Regions from separate parts of the Mus musculus genome. Here region 2 is linked to region 1. Evidence: chromatin contacts called from public promoter capture Hi-C data. All regions are on one chromosome and are shown on one strand. The core of a region is the stretch at or near the end of the contact, and the rest is flanking DNA. Distances in the headings are between cores, read along the strand shown.

Region 1 (2,700 bases), core at 166-2,665:
GAATGCACATGTATGTGCACATGTGTGTGCATGCATATGTGTGCACATGTATATATGTGTGTGCATGTGTGTGAGTATATATGTGTGTGTCTCAGAGAGAGAGGGAGAGAGAGAGAGAGAGAGAGAGAGAGAGAGACTGATAAGATGAGAAAGGAGGCCATGATGGGGGAGGAAGGGATCTTAGGCAAAGAACAAGAGAAAAGTTATGATGGGATACATGTGACATGAAAGCAGAAGGAGAAACAGTCATGGGGTAGAAAGATGACCAACAAGAAGGGGCAGGGAAAGGGTTAGGGATGAATAAGAACAACGAATAGTGGCACATATGCATGAATATGCCATAATGAAATACTTTCTTTTGTATGCTAATTTGGAAAAAAAATAATCCTATGGCCTGAATGTGGACAGGCAAATGCTGGGAATCAGACCAAAATCAAGCAATACTGGAAGTTAGGGCCACACGACGAGAGAAGTCGGAGCGATCTTGAATTTACAGACCTGTCCTTTTCCTGGAGAGATTTTAGTTTACCATCAGGGTGTAACACAAAGCACAGAAAGCATATAGGGGACCGACTACCACCTCCACCCCTTACGCATCTAATGAGCACTGTGAATGCTTGTGAGTCTGCCTCCTGTCTAGGACTGAACTATGAACCACTTCCCTTACTCACAGGCCAGGTGTCATGGTGTGGCTCCGGGACATCTAGCTGCAGAAGGGAGAGATCTCAGGAGGCTGACAGCTCAGGGGACCCTGGACTGTAGCCATGTCCACGGGTAGACAGGGCATCCTGGGACCTGGAGATTCCCACTCATGCATAGATACCCCCTACTGGGGGAGGAGAGACCTTATTAGGAAGTGCCTCCGTTCTGGGTTCTCCCTGCTCCAGGGTGAGTTTCATTTTCTGTCCTAGCTTCCAGGATGCTCGGGGCTTAATGTTCACTCATGTTTATCTGGGCTCTTTTCTTTCTGTTTTCTTATTGGTCTCTTCATTACCTATTTCTGTTTTTATAGTTACACTTTCCGTTTCACATGCTGATAATGCAAAGGATGTGCCTAAATCACAGACATCACCTAGTCCCCAGATTAGGTCAGCCATAGCTACACAGAGTCGTGGGCCTGAGGGCAGTTTACACATGCTTCCCGCCCCTCCCCCCCAACTCTTTGAAGTTCTTCTTCTTCTTCTTGAAATACCCATCTTTAACCAGCATCCTTCTCCTCCCGCCCACTCCCTTCCACTCCAAGACCAGGCAACTGTCCAATTCCTTTCTTCATCCCCATTCTCCATTGGAAACCAAGTCTCCCCTCCTCACAGTCCACCTGACCGTGTCCCACACGTCCTCACACAGGACTTTCCCCCGGGGCTTCCCCTGAGCGGGGTCAGCTACATCAAGTGTCCCAGCATCAACTGCTTCCTTCCAGCTGCTTGCAACACTCTTTGCTTTCTGACGTAGGAATGCTCACACCAGACTTGCATTTAGCAGCGCTCCTTTTCTGTCCAGCTCTGTCCCCAACCTCCTTCCCGACTGATACCACTTGCTTCCATGTTCTCTGGTGAGTATGGACACGTTTGTACTCTGGAAACTGTTATCTACTCAGGGAACTTATGTCAGAAGCCAGGGGGTGGGGTGGTGCGTCTCGGCTTCTGACATCACACTCTGATTATCACTGGAAGCAGGCGTGGGTTAGTGTCCTTATCCGAGGCAGCCTGGAGGACAGCTGGCTAAGAGGTACAGAGAAGTCAAACTTGGGATACCGGGAGAGGGAGAGATGAAAACAACTTCTCAATTTCTCTGCGGCTGACAGAAGCTCCTGAGAGAGGCTTTCAGAACTTGATTCCAGCTGGCCCGTGAAAGCTGTGTCTGGACGGGAGAGCCTCAGAGGAATAAACAGTGCCTTCTCTGGCTTCTCCGGGTCATGACCAGTCTGTTCAGAAGGAAGTGGTGTTTCTCTGACCCCACTGTTCCCACAGCCCCCTGGATGGTAGATCATGGGGCTGCACCCTTCCCCACCCTTGGGAACTCAGTCAAACGGTTATCTTTATCTCGCCAGCTTGTCCTCGTGCTTGACCAGCGCAGTTTCACTTTTGCAAACATCTGTTTATATCCCTTGAGAGAAAAAATATCAAGCAACCTGCCTCAAACGACGCTGTTTTGTCCGGTGAGCAAGGTAAGAAACTGTTTTAAACATCTGGGAAGTAGGCGGGCACCAACTTCTGAAGCTTAAGCCAGTCTCTGGTTGTTTTTAACTCTTTGTTTTCTTAGATCCTATCTCCCACGTAGAGTCTCGTTTCAACCAAAGAACTTAAGTGGCTTTAACGTCCCTGACTCTTTCTGTACCAGGCAGTTTCTGTCACATTAGCAGCGTGGTCCCTGGGTGCTTAATGAGGAGATTTGAGTACGGCCGCCCACGCTGGGGTGGGGGGTGGGGGCATAGTTACTTTCAGTCTTTGGCTGTCGGATGGAGGGGAATCATGACCTCTGGTTTCCCCACAGGACAGCCTCCGATGGATAACTACACAGTGGCCCCGGACGATGAATATGATGTCCTAATCTTAGACGACTACCTGGACAACAGTGGGCCGGACCAAGTTCCGGCCCCCGAGTTCCTCTCCCCCCAGCAGGTGCTGCAGTTCTGCTGCGCGGTGTTTGCGGTGGGTCTCTTGGACAACGTGCTGGCGGTGTTTATCTTGGTGAAATACA
Region 2 (2,700 bases), core at 1-2,500, 61 kb before region 1:
ACTTCCGACGTGAATCACACTTTCCGAAGTTCTTACTCGGCATGAGTGTATTAAATACGAGGTCATAGGATCCCTGTAGTTGTTAAACAGAGCATGATGTTGGTTAATCGGGGCTAACTCTGCAAGACATTGAAGCTACGGTAAACTTGGCCAACTAACTCTTACTGCAACACACATTCTTCAGCAATTGCAGCTTTTCACACCTACTGGGGAGAAAAAGTCCAACACTGATTAAGAATGTATCTGTCGATACCCTGACTGCACCTCTTCTCGCTGCGATAACACAACACGAATAGCAGTCACTGTTATCCTTACAGAGTTTTCAGTCAATCAAGCTACTGTAGAAAAACCGTGGCAAAAATGCTGAGTCACTAAATGGGAAAAGCAAAAGGGGCTACAAATACTGAAAGTTTGGGATACCCTTTAGCCACGTTTCTACGTTATATTTGTATGTCTCGAGGTGGGGAACATAATACACAAAGCAAACGCTTGAACTTTTCTCCTCTGGGTTCTCTTATGTCCCTTGCTTCCTGCTGGATATCCACAGCAAAGGGAAACCAGGCCTGACTGGAGCTATGAAACTCCACAATGTGGGTGTAAATAACGCCCGCTGTTAGTCAAGCATTAACCCTGACCGTCCTGCCCTGAGCCTGGTAAGCCCGCGCGCTTCAGTTCAGATCAAGAAGGAAGCAGGAGAGGGGGGAATCTCACTCAAAAAGCTACGCCCTCCACCGGCCTGACACCGTTCCCGGGGCGGCCCCTCCCGGGACAGACTGAGGACAGAGTCTGCGGGAGTGTGGCGCCGGGAGCAACGGGAGCTGGAGCACCCAGCTGTCCCAAGTGATGCCCGGTCCAAGGGGCGTAACCCCTTCTTCCCCCGCGGGGGGCGGGCGAAGCGGGAGCAGGGGACCCGCCGGGCGACCCCAGCCCGGAGCCGCCACTGGGCAGCGCCTGGAGACAGCCGGGTCCGCCGCCTGCCCTTACCTGCGTGTGGCGCGGGATGAGGCTGCGGCGCCGCCCGGAAGGGCCGGAGCGGCCGCCCGGGAGCCGGGAGAGGAGAGCGCCGGCCACACTCTGCACCCCCCCGCACCGTCCACCCCGCGGGCCGCAGGGAGACAAAAAGAAGGGCTCCTCGCGCCGCGGCCGGTCGTGGAGTCACACTGAGCGCGCCCTTCGCCCCGCGGCCGACACAGCGAACGCGACCCGGGACGAGCCGCAGCCCGAGCAGCGGCTGCAGCTGCGGCGGTGGCGGGGCAGAGGGGCGGGGCCACCGGCCGGCGACCCGCTCACCCGGAAGTACTTGTGGCAGGCGGCGGGGTAGCGGACGCGCGCGGCTCGGAGGCTACTGGCTGGACCGCGGAGCGCAGGGCTCGCGGGTGACGGGGAGGGAGACACGCTCGACACGCACTGGCTCAAGCCGGGCCTGGTCCCGAGCGTTGGTATCTGAGCGTTTCGTAACCGTACTTAGCCAGGTGGCCTCAAAGCGGTCTGGTGGGAGGTTTTGGGTGAGTGAGGCACCTGGCGCGCAGTCTGTGGGAAAGGATGTGGAGGGTGGGTGTGGCTGAACGAAATGAAAATACCTGTTTTTAAAGAGATTTCCACCTGAGGCTGTAGCGCAGGTAATAGGGTGCTTACTTAGCATATCTGTAACCTTGGGTGCCATTCCCAGCATAAAATCAGGTATGATGCTATACACCTGTTGTCCCGGGTACCCTGGAACCTGTGGCAGGGCAAAGGAGTTTGAATTATCACAGTGAGACCTGTACACATCACACACACGCGCGCACACACACAAACACACAGACCCAAATCGTAGGCATGTTCTTCAATCCCAAAAGTATCTGGGGAAGGCCCTCACGTTCAAAGTTCCAGGCACCGGAAGCCCTGATCATGCTCTCGGGGAAACTTGCCTTCTAATTGAGTAGATGAACTTGATCAGATAAACAAGGTAATGACAGATTGTCGTGAACTCAGCGGCAAGCAATGATGAGAACATTTTGAGGGTGAGGCCTCTGGCTGGAGAAGATGGTGAGAGAAGACCTCTGGCAGGAAGTGATAGCCGAGCAGGTATCTGGGGGAAAGGGCACAAAATGGTCTTAGGCACGACCTCCCATCTGCAAAAACTGCAGATTTCAGAAGCCCACGAATAAGCCCACGGATGACATGTTTGGATTTTGTCTGATGGCTTCTAAAAGGACTTTCAGAGCTGCCCGTATCCACTGAGATATCAAAGGCTTGATTAACCTTTCATGTTCACGGGGCTGCCACTGTGGGATCAATCAATCCTGGAGGTTCAGCACACAGAGAAAAGTGTGCTGAGAGAAACTGTGTGTCTGTCTGTCTGTCTACAATTGGCTCACAGACAGCAACTTTGGGTGGTATTTCCCTGGAGTCATGCTCCTTGGTTTTTTAAAGACATTATTAAATCTCACATAGACCTGGAATTTACCAGGTCGGCAAAGCTAGCAGCCACTCCAGTGCTGGGGTCACAGGCAAGCGCCACCACACCTAGCTCTCTTTCATTGTAAAAATAGGCGTTAACACTAGTGTTGTGAAGCAGCTTTAGAAGTTCGCTGTTACTTCTCCTTCATATTTTGCCACCTATTTGGCAACTGAAAACAAAAACGACTCCTCTTGTTGAAAGAGTCTATAATAAACGATTCGAAAGAATGTTGTAGACTGACACTCTTTGTCACAGCG

The links. Promoter capture Hi-C pulls out the DNA fragments that hold promoters and counts their contacts.
Region 2: a promoter capture Hi-C map of macrophages shows a contact between it and region 1, with 10 read pairs. The contact joins the promoter of Lrrfip2 here to the promoter of Ccrl2 in region 1. A contact is called at or near these places in 2 of 39 promoter capture datasets (erythroid cells and macrophages), 2 of 115 datasets of contacts at active chromatin or transcription factors (effector CD8 T cells and memory CD8 T cells) and 4 of 9 other capture datasets (adipose tissue, bone marrow-derived macrophages, liver and 1 more).

What each region holds. Positions count from the first base shown.
Region 1 is chr9:111,056,233-111,058,932 of GRCm38.p6, reverse strand. Ccrl2 (chemokine (C-C motif) receptor-like 2) reads left to right here and starts at 1,415. Exons shown (of 3, transcript NM_001302376.1): 1 at 1,415-1,552; 2 at 2,051-2,167; 3 at 2,494-2,700. The coding sequence starts at 2,505.
Region 2 is chr9:111,116,674-111,119,373 of GRCm38.p6, reverse strand. Lrrfip2 (leucine rich repeat (in FLII) interacting protein 2) reads right to left here and starts at 1,250. Exons shown (of 15, transcript NM_001374664.1): 1 at 985-1,250.